2 separate regions of the Rattus norvegicus genome follow, and region 1 is linked to region 2. The links are chromatin contacts, called in public Hi-C maps. All regions are on one chromosome and are shown on one strand. The core of a region is the stretch at or near the end of the contact, and the rest is flanking DNA. Distances in the headings are between cores, read along the strand shown.

Region 1 (5,746 bases), core at 2,925-5,424, 74 kb after region 2:
AAGTATTGGAGAGGATATGAAGAGAAGGAGCCCTTGCACCCACCTTTGGTGGGGACGTAAACAAATACAATCCTGGAAATACTGTGGCAGTCCCTGAGAAAACTAAACCTAGTGTACACAACTGAGATTTTACCACTCAGGAGCTGGGGGCCGGAGCTTCATGTGTTCGAGGCCATCCTGGGCTATATAGTGAGTTCAAGCCATCCTGGGCTACAAAGTGTGTCCCTATCTCAAAAAAGCCAAAGGGGGCGGGATGGGGAAAAAGGAAAATAGAAGTATAGTTTAACCCGGAATTCCCATTTCAGTGGGAGGAAGAAGAAATAAAATTGAAAGGAAATAAAACCAGTCTGTTAAATAAACGTGTACATTCCAGGTTCATTGAGCACTGTTGATAAAAGCCCAAAAGACAGAGAACGACCTAAATGTCCATCAACCAATGAAAAGCCAAGCACCCAAGAACAAGCAGCTTGTGATCTCACTCCCACACGGAGTCTGGGAAAGTTGATGGCTACTGCATAAAGTGTGCTCAGCGGGGGAGGGGATTGGCCCATGGAGCACCGTTTCATCACTGAGAACTAGTTACAGTTAGGACGAGGCCTCCTGATGGCTCCTGCTGCTGGCAGATAATAAGTTTGCACTGTCTCAGGACACTAGAAGAGAAGACGTGGGTGGTTTTTACCATGTGATTGAGAAGATGGATGCTTTACCTGATAGTTAGAGACATGTTGAAACATCGCGTGGTGTCTCTTAGTATATTCAGTTCTTATACTTTCTGTTCCAGCTAAAATATATTTAATCAGTCAGAAAGTGAGCCTCAATATATCTCAGGATCTTTATGAACATGTAAAGTGACTTGCCTTTTCCAGCTCCACGATATTCCACCATGGCTGCCTTCTACAGATGGACAATTGTGTTGTTTCCAGTCTCTCGCTACTGCGTAAAGTGTGCTCGTAGCTTTCAAGCACAAAAGAGAAAATTGAATTAAACCTCCCAGGATCGGGTTGGGGATTTAGCTCAGTGGTAGAGCACTTGCCTAGCAAGTGCAAGGCCCTGGGTTTGGTCCTCAGCTCTGGAAAAAAAAAAAAACAAAAAAACAAAAAACCACCCAGGATCCTCCGCCCATCCTTGTTTTAAAGCCGGCCCTTCCTACAGTTCACCAATTGCTAGAGCAGTGCGGTCTTCTACTTTATGGTTATCCTACTTTGCATAAGAAATATGGTGAGAAGAACTCAGCTGTTCTCTTCAGGGAAGACCCATGGTGTGAGGGTGAGAAATCGGCGACTTATAGCTCTCTGTGTCCCTGCTGCCCAGCAATCCTTTTCCTCTCCTTGCCTTGCTAAGACAACCAATCAGGATTATACAAATGCCTTGTTTGGTTCAACATTTCTTCCACCATTCAATCCTAAGCGTGAGACCACATTGGCTTGAGTGCCTCGTCCCCACGGTGGTGTAGGAAGCTTCCTGCTCCACTGACTTCGACAAATCTTATAGGAAGAAGTGTGCACTCTGTTCCAGACGCCATGCTGTGAGCTACAAGCAGTGACTATGGCACACGGAACTGTCTGTTCTCCTGGCTTTCTGATAGTGGTGCTGAGACACTGACCTGCTCAGCCATTTCAGTCAACACACGAACATCTCTTAGTTACTCCTTTTTTTTTTTTTTTAAGTGAAAGCTTCATTATATAGCCATCTTCACTCTGCGTCTCTTCAGTTCTTGGAAAGTAATGAAAAAAAAGTCCATAAAGTTTAGTACTTTCAGATAGGGCTTCACTCCCAAAGGCAAACTTGCAACCCCCCTCCCAGCTATATAGAATGTAGAGCCAAAGGAGGTAATCACCTGATTCTAAGGGTTAGCAACGACTGGCTAGGTTTATGTCAACTACAAGCTAGCATCATCAGAGAGGAGGGAGCCTCAGTTGAGAAAATGCCTCCTGAAGATCTGCCTGTAGGTAACCCTGTATGCTATTTTCTTAATTAATGATTGGTGGGGAGGGTTCAATTCATTGTGAATGGTGCCACCCCTGTGGTCCTGGGTTCTATAAGACAGCAGGCTGAGCAAGTCATGGTGAGCAAGCAAGTAAGCAGCACCCTTCCATGGCCTCTGCATCAGTCCCTGCCTCCGGTTTCCTGCCTTGTTTGTTTTCCTTCCTGACTTACTTCAGTGAACAGCAATGTGGAAGTGTAATACATCCTTTTCTCCCCAAAGGTGGTCATGGTATTTCCTCACAGCAGTGGTAACCTTAACCAGGACAGAAATCAACCTTTCCTTTACACACCTCTCTAAATCAATTATGTCTTATTCTTTTACATTTATTCTGCTTTGAACTCCCAAGCTCTTTTTGTTACCATAGTCACTATTCAATAAATATTTACTGGGTTCCAGGCACCATGCCAAATCTGTATAAAAAAAACATGTAATTTTCCCTAATAGAGGGTAAGTACTATTATATATGTTGTGAGGAGGAGGACATCTAGACTTAAAGAAGTTTAGTAACATGCCTGGGTTGAACATCTAACAAGGGCAGATACAGTCAGAGAAGTCACAATGGTGCAGTAGGAAAGTCTCTGGCACGATTAATAAACTACAGCTGGAACAATAACTGATAAACTTGGTGTTTATTTTTGTGCTTTATGCATGTTGTTAGGATCTGTAAAGATTCTCCCTCACCCCTGGCAGATCTTCCGTGTGGAAGAACTTCTGCCGCAGGATTTCTGACTGATTCCAGGAAGAGAGGTGGAAGTGTTGCTGGTGGCTGAAGAGAATCTGGGCTGGAAGAGGAGCAATTTCTCTCTCTCTCTCTCTCTCTCTCTCTCATATGTCTTCTTTTATTAGATTTTTTTTATTTACATTTTAAATGTTATTCCCTTTCCCGCCTCCCCCGCCCCAGAAACCTGCTATCCCATCCCTCCTCCCCCTGCTTCTATGAGGGTGTTCCCTCACCCACCTACTCCATCCCACCTCCCCACCCAGACAATCCCCTACCCTGGGGCATTGAGCTTTGACAGGACCAAGGGCCTCTTCTCCCATTGATGTCCGTCGAGGCCATCCTCTGCTACATATGCAGCTGGAGCCATAGGTCCATCCCTGTATTCTCTTGGGATGGTAATTTAGTCCCTGGGAGCTTTGGGGTGGGGGTGGGGGTCCGGTTGGTTGATGTTGTTCTTCTTATGGGATTGCAAACCCTTCAGTTCCTTCAGTCCTTTCTCTAATGAGGAGCGACTTCTTAATGGTGATTTGAGGTGAGAACTGGGAGCATGCATTTCAGACTCTCTTCATCAGGTCAGCCAGACTCCTCTCCCCTGGCGTACAGAGTGAATTCCTGGGGGTGGGGGAGGAGGAGTAGGAAGAGAGGAAGGGAGGAAGGGGGAGAGAAAGCTGAAGCGCACAAAGTCCCCCAGCCTGGGAAACAAAACAAACAACTAAGAAATTATATGAGAGGTCTGTAGTCCCAAGTGTCCCTGTGTTCTGAAGGGAGGAGGTGGGGGCCATCGAGGGGGCAGAGGAAGATTTGGTATACATGAGTGAAATCTGAGAAAGACGAAGTGCACAAGAACAATTTAACAAGGAGGAAACAGACGGAGTGTTCCATAGCAAAATGAAATCAGAAGAAGAGAAACCTGAGAAACAGGAGAAGCTTGTGCTGGTGAAGGTACAGGAGACTCACAGGTTGGTACTTAACCAGTGATGGAGATGCTGGCACAGGCCGGCTCAGGTCCAGCGCCTAGTGCGACCAGATGAAATCACTCTCTGACAATACTGCTTGCGGTGATACTGGATAAAGGATCCCGAGCTAGGCTGAGAGGTTTGGAACCCCAATTTGTCAAAGTGAAGTTGCTGTCTGTCACCAGCATTGGGATTTATCTGTCTTCTGCCTCGTTTCACAGCTACGGGGCAGTTCTTTGGAAGCGGGGAGGCTCCTCTTAAAACAGGAGCGCGAAGGTACGTGAGGTAGCAGAAGGTTGAGATTCCTTGGGTAGAGCTGAATTAAAAGGGGCCGAATGGTGCTGCTAAGTATCTTCTCATCCCTAGAAGGACTTTCCTTATCACTAACAATACTTGGCAATTACTGTGAGTTGTCGAAAATAAGCTGAGATACGGTGACTTTGAGTCACAGAAGGCTGAGTACCTGAGTGTGCCAGTCTCTGTAGCCTTCTCATCCCGTTTGGAATCCTGTAACATGAGCTAGCTTATTCCAGCAGTTATGGTGCTGGGTGGTAGACAGTCTTGTCAGCCAGCTGTGCACACACCGGTAAATACTGTTTCTTAGGCAAAGGTAATATTTTCTATAGTTGTAAAATCCCATTATACTCTGTTGGCAAAGAAACATTAAGAACTTTGTATAGCTTTTAAAAAAGCAACTTTTTTTTTAGAGAATAACTTTTAAGTTTAAAAGAAAGGGGTGTGTGTGTGTGTGTGTGTGTGTCTGTCCAGGCTGTCTGATCTTGGCAGTTCTTTCCTGCCCAAGCATTCTAACTGCGAGTCAGTGATGACTAGGCCTTGACAGCGTCCTCTTGGCTTCCTCTGCGTCATCGTAGAAGCCATTCTAATGCCGGCTTTTCCCCTGGTGGAGCTAGGCCGGGTCTCTAGGGGACACAGCCATTTGAAACTCCCTGCGGTTTGAATGGGCTGGCCCAGCTGGCAGAGGCCAGCAGCTGTGTTGCCTTTGGTTGCATGGCAACACAGCACCCCACCCATCTTCTGTTCTCTGAGCAGAGGCTCAACGCTACACTGCAGGAGCTCTGTCTGCCCTTGCTGTCTCACAAGGACCGGAAGAGGATGAAACACCAGTCAGTGCCGGGGGAGTTGCGACGGAAAAAATTTTTTCCATCTTGGTCAAGTCGCCATCGGGAAATCATTCAGACTCAATATTGAGACTGATACAGGGCGGTGAGTGGTGTTTCTCGAGCAGGCTTTTCTGCTTGCCGAGCAATGCCCGCCCTTTGAGAACAATCAGCATCATTTAACCTGGCAGGGTTGACAGAGCTTGGGGCAGGCCTTTGATAAGTCTCATCTGCTTCTGAAACTCGGTGGTTTCATACAGGAACACTGCAAAAAGAGACTAGAAACAGGAAGTGAAAAAAAAACCCATTTCTAACTAATGGAAACTACCTTTTGCTCACCTGCACCTGCATTCCTGCTAAACATCATTTAAATTAGTGCAGAGGTCTACCCTTCTAGGTACTATCCCCAGATGGTATGTAATCTACAGGGGCTTTGCCACTGATCTCGCATTGCCTGTCGCCATAACAAAATCTCTTAGTCTCCTTCACGTTCCTCAGAAAAGAAACAGCTTGCTCATGGTGGGGAGGAATTAAATTTGGAGTCAGGGCATAGTTCTCTCTCTCTCTCTCTCTCTCTCTCTCTCTCTCTCTCTCTCTCTCTCTCTCTCTCTCTCTCTTTCTTTTTTTATGACAGGGGTCCCCATTACCTAGCCTGGAACTCAGCCACGCAGCTGAGGATGACCCTGAACTTGTGTGTTCCTCCTGTCTTCCCTTCCTAAGTGCTGAGATCACAAAGGTGTGTCCTTGTGCCACCATGCCCGGCTCAGAAGTTCTTTCAGTGTAATTTTTGAATAGCTCCTGAATAGTAAGGAACAGAGAAGGAGCTGTCTTTGGTCAACGAGAGAACAGAGACGAGAGGAGTAAGATGAGGACAGCTGGAAGGTGTACGTCAGAGTGCGTCAGAGGGAGCAGCCGGCCAGCCAGGCTCAGAACTCCCTTTCCCTCCAGTCCTTGGCTTCACAGA
Region 2 (5,559 bases), core at 2,114-4,613:
CATGCAGTCAATATGTTGCCAAACACTTAAAAAGAAAAAAACAAAATATAACAAAAAGAGCAGAAAGCATTGAAACCACTCACTGACTGTGACTTAATAGTTTACTGAATTCTCATTTAGGAAATGGCTGCTTGGAGCTTAGCACACACTGACATGTGTCTTTGGGTAGACAAATTTTGAGGTGCACAAATAGGACAACTACCAAATGCATAAAATAAATTTCTAAAGCAAATGCAATTTAATATGTAAAAGGTAATAGTTTAAGACATTATTAATATTTGAAGATGCCCATGCTAAAGCCCTTACAGAATAATCAGCCTGCCAACAGTCTGAGGAAACAGAAGAAAATGTGTCCTTGTACATTTACCAACTGTCAGCTATGGAAAGATGACCAAAGGGGGTCAACATACATGAAGAGAACTGTTCCTTCTGTGAAATCAGAAAAGGAGCAAAGATAAATCATATCTTCTGTTAACATTTAACAATTTTGGTTGCATAGTGTTAACAGAAAGCTAAGGAAACAGAAAGAAAGAATAACAAAGTCATTTCACACTTAAAAAAAGAATAGAATTATAGCAATTCCAAAGACACCAAAGAATCAAACAGGCATTCTACTGGAAAGGAATTCAATTTAGTTACTGTGAATAAAATATATGGACAAGTATGAGGTGAACTTCTTAATATGTTGTCATTGACAAAAGTTCAGGCACCTGAAATTGAATTTGATTTTTTTTAACTTCAAAACCGAAATCTTAAAAAGAAGAAAAAGAATTAGTACTACCTATTCCATGCACTTTTTTAAAGTTGCATTGTGTATTATGAATGTCTGTGCACACACGAGCCATATCCCAAGTGTGGAGGTCAGAGCACACCTTTCTGAAGTTGGTCCCTCTTCCCCTACCGTGTGGGTCCTAGAGAACAAGCTCAAGCTTGTCAGCTGGGCAGCCACCGAGTCATCTCCCAGCCCTGTGCAATGTCACTTCTAACACAAATGTACTAAACTAAATGGTACTGTTACTTTTTACTTCTCAACTGAGATTCTTTTAGAAGGTTTAAATAACAGATTATGTCAAATTTATGAGGCTATGTCATACAGGAAATACAAGCAAAGCTAGAAATTAAAAAGCAGTGTTCTAGATGTCAGAAGTCAAAACAGTGACTATGGGAAATAGGAACATGAAAAAATAAAAAGAGGCAATGTAAACAAAAGAAGAGAGATAAAGATTAGAGAACAAAATAGGCTGAGTAGAAAAGTGGAGGTTGGGTAAGGTGACAGAAATAGACAATAGTCATAGTACGAGAGTCACTTCAAGCCAAATACCTAAAATAATCCAAATACGGGGTTGGGGATTTAGCTTAGTGGTAGAGCGCTTGCCTACCAAGCGCAAGGCCCTGGGTTCAGTCCCCAGCTCCGAAAAAAAGAAAAAAGAAAAAAAAAAATCCAAATACTGTGCCTTCAAGAGTGTGTAGGTAGCTATGAAAAATAAAAACAACGCAACAAAAACCCCTAGGGCTATCTGCATGAATACCAAATAGTGATAACCATTTATTATATGTTAATCTGAGTAACTAGATCAAAAAAAAAGCCAAATGTTAATTATGCATTCAATAAAAATATAGCTACATAGAAATGTATCACATTTAGAGATCTTTTATGTGATTACAATAAAAATGGATATTTTCAAATAGAAGGCAGAGAATACATCTCCAAAGTCATTTACTTTTGTAAATTTGCCTCCTCAATAAATTTACCAGTTATTACTTTTTTAAATTTTTTTACCAGTTATTACTTAAATAACACAGGTAATGAGAATGTATTTCTAAATTTTAAAAGTACCACAGCATGTTATTATTAAAATTATTTATAATATTCTATTTTAAGAAAACCAAATTTCACATTCTAAATTAATTTCCTACTTATTGACAGAGATAAATGAAACTTTTTGAAACACACACATTTCTATCAATGACACTTAGAGGCTAATCATTTAATCCAATTTATGGAACAATTTACAAACAAAAAAATTTACAGTTGGCTCTCAGTTGCAGTTTAATTCACATTTGAATATGAATTTATAAAGCCATGCTACATCAAATCAGATAATGAAGCTATGCTCTAAGGACCAGGACCAGGAAATTTTGGGAAGCCATAAAATTTCTTGCCTTCTACAAGGTGCTCCCCATCCTATTCAGGGAATGCACTTATTAACTTTAAGCTGAAATCCTATTGTTCCATCTGCATTCATACAGAGAGAGAGAGACAGAGACAGACAGACAGACAGACAGACAGAGGGAGAAGGAGAGGGAGAACAGAAAGTGGGGAGGAAGGGAAGAAATCCCACTTTCTCTCTCTTTCTCTCTTTTTTTTTTCTTTTTTTCGGAGCTGGGGACCGAACCCAGGGCCTTGCGCTTCCTAGGCAAGCGCTCTACCACTGAGCTAAATCCCCAACCCCCCACTTTCAGTCTTAATCACGTTCTCTAAAGGAGACTGAGCATTCTTGGTGGTAGGAGAGGAGAGACTGATTTTGGTTCAAGAAGACTCCAGAGTGCTGTAAGGTTCAAGCCAAAGTTTGTGAGAAAATAAGATCAAACACTGATTAGGATCCTATAGTATAGTTCAAGACTAATTATTGGCTAATTCATATGTAATTAAGGGATTTCTAATAAACTATAAGGCACTTCTTTTACTTTTTAAAAAATGTATTTATTTCGTGTGTGTGTGTGTGTGTGTGTGTGTGTGTGTGTGTGTGTGTGTGTGTCCTGGAGATGGACCTACACATCGTTTTGAGCTGCCCCATGTGGGTGCTAGGGGTTGAATTTGTGTCCTTTCCAAGACTAGTTTGTTACTGCTGAGACATCTCTCTAGCTCTAAAATACCTTTTTTTAAATAAGGGAGGCAGACATCCTACCTAAAAAAGTAATTCATTCCTTCAAAAAATGACCTAACTAGCATTTCCAAATTAATAACCGAAGGTTAAAAGCATTTAAGCAGCATGAACTAGTGGTGTGAAGTATTACCTGCATTTGTCACAGCAGATCATGTAGCCGTCATCGTGTGTAAAGCCACATATGCACCGGGTCACGTCAGTGCCGTAGCTCCCATCTTCAGACGTGCTGATTGTAGTAGCACTGGAAGTCTCGTCAAAGTGAGGAGTGGTGAATATGCCTACTTCGTTTTTGCTAATGAGACCTGATGGAGGCGGGGATGCTGGAGGTGTTGGAGGAGGACGAGCACCATAATTATGGTCCTAAATAACAGAACAGACAACAGCACAAGACACACATTTCAATGACATAAACTAGGTAAGTTAAATACAATCTGAATACTTAATAACATAGTTGGTCCGTTTCTTCCTTAATACTGTTAAAATAATGACATAAGACTAATAATTAAATCACGGGGTAAGTTAATGTCATTTTCTAGTAGATGAAAGTCACCTTCTTCACATCACATGACATTTCTTCTCCCCCACCACAGCAGAGACTACATTTCCTGTGTTCACAGTTTCACTTTCAAGAACAGAGCAAGTCTATGATGTGAAATAAGGGTAAAAAGCCCAGGAATAGAAAAGTTAAAGAACAGCAAAGACTGGGCTGGAGAGATGGCTCAGCAGGCAAACTTGCTCGCCACAGAACCCAGCAGCCGGAGTTCAGTATCTGGACCCATGTGAGGGAAGAAGAGAACCCACTTGACCTCTATACACGAATCACAGTACACACCCTATCCTCCTGACAAATGTAGTTAAATAGCAAACAAAATAGTACTGTAAAATATAAAATATGGGATTTCATTTCTGGTAATTTTTATTCTCATCTAAATAATCTCTCAGAACTGTACTTTTCTAGTACTCACAAATGTATCTACCAGTACTGCAACTCTCTGAATCAAAATATACAGGACCCTCAATAAGAAATAAATTAAGGGCTGGAGAGATGGCTCAGTGGTTAAGAGCACTGACTGCTCTTCCAGAGGTCCTGAGTTCAAACCCCAGCAACCACATGGTGGCTCACAACCATCTGTAATGGGATCTGATGCCCTTGTCAGGTATGTCTGAAGACAGTGACAGTGTATTTACATACAATGTAAGTGCAGTGTACTTACAAAAAATAAATAAATAAATCTTTAAAAAAAAAGAAATTAAGGGAATAAGTTTTTATATCCTCTTAGCTGTAAAACAGGGGTGAAAAGTTCAAGAGTTTGTTTTAAAGATTAAATGAGCTATTATACATTATATAGACATATATGTTTTATATATGTTATATATGTAATATATATATGTAATATATATATATTTTTTTCAACATAAAGTGATACATAACAGTAAGCCGGACCCAAAGAGACAGCTCAACAGTTAGGAAGGAGCATATGCTGCTCTTCCAGAGAACCAGTTTAGGTTCTTAGAACCACACCAGGCTGCTCATGACCACTAACTCCAGCTACAGAGACCCCAGCGCCTCCTTAAGCAGATGCGCTACACACCCACGTGCAGGCACACTGTAATTAAAAATGCTAACAACAGCCAAGTGTGTGCCTCTCCCAACTCTGCGGAGGCAAAGGCGGGCCGATCTCTGAGTCTGAGGTTATCCTGGTCTACACAGCTAGTTCCAGGGCTATACAGAGACCCTGTCCCAAAAAAACAAAAAACAAACAGAAAAGGATAAAATAAACCTTTAGAAAAAAATAGCTACATACTTTACTAATTACTATATAATTTAGAATTAATAGTAAATAGTACATACAATGTAACCTTATCCATAATCTTTTCATTAAGGTTAAAAATATACCAAAATAGAACAACTTAAAAAAAATAACTAAAGACTTTCACAGAATTTTATTCCCTTAACAGCATAGTTAGGTTAAAGTATAAACTGTACACTTAATTACACAGAAAATATGAACCAGCTGTGCTTTTTAAATATGAAGCACATACTACACACGTCTACTTTCAACTCCCAGCTTTACAGAAGGCCTTCTGAACAGACAGTTAACACTTACCGCATAGGGCAAACCAATGTAGCTGTGTGAATGATGGGAGCTGCTGGTATATAACTGGTGGGGATAACTGTTGGATTTCTCAACTACCACAGGGCTAGCTTCTACGGATTCTGGTCTAGGGGAAAGAAGGTCCATCAATTAGAATTCCATTCATTTTTCTGTTTTAAACTATTAAATTCATTTAATTACTTAATCTATTAAAATTGGTCAAGTGCTTATACTAAAATATTGTTACAACAAATACAATGTCTATTTACAGTACATGCACAGCTTGTGAGTAGATTCATCCTATGCAGATTGTGTCAAAAATATCCTCATGCCAAGTTCAGTCACAGTTGCCTATCATTTAGAAAGTGTCCAGTGCTGGGGATGATGGTGTGTATGCTGTATTCATAGCGCTGTGGAAAGCTGAGGACGGTGAATCAAGAGTTCAGGATCAGCATGGGCTACAAGTGAAAAAATGGTTAAAAAAAAAACCCTCAAAATTACTAGAGACGAAGCTTTATGCCATCTACCCAGTGTCATTAAGAAATATGCAAAGGGGTGGCCAGAGTAGCAGAAAT

What was found. Hi-C and Micro-C count contacts between places; a contact is called where the count stands out from the background.
Region 1: a Hi-C map of liver shows a contact between it and region 2, with 2.7 times the contacts expected there. The contact joins two enhancer-like sites. A contact is called at or near these places in 7 of 12 Hi-C or Micro-C datasets (the A7r5 cell line, frontal cortex, kidney and 3 more).

Annotation. Positions count from the first base shown.
Region 1 is chr4:12,661,202-12,666,947 of GRCr8, forward strand. It overlaps LOC120102473 (a long non-coding RNA gene), which reads left to right. Exons shown (of 2, transcript XR_005504116.2): 2 at 1-5,746. Among named protein-coding and RNA genes, the nearest start is that of Kmt2e, 44 kb to the left of the region's middle. Within about 2 kb of position 4,175, at least 78 of the 93 cell types and tissues checked have an H3K27ac peak or open chromatin away from gene starts, as enhancers often do.
Region 2 is chr4:12,588,313-12,593,871 of GRCr8, forward strand. It overlaps Kmt2e (lysine methyltransferase 2E), which reads right to left. Exons shown (of 26, transcript NM_001100851.2): 3 at 4,997-5,111; 4 at 3,019-3,248; 5 at 1-25. Among named protein-coding and RNA genes, the nearest start is that of Kmt2e, 29 kb to the right of the region's middle. Within about 2 kb of position 3,364, at least 4 of the 93 cell types and tissues checked have an H3K27ac peak or open chromatin away from gene starts, as enhancers often do.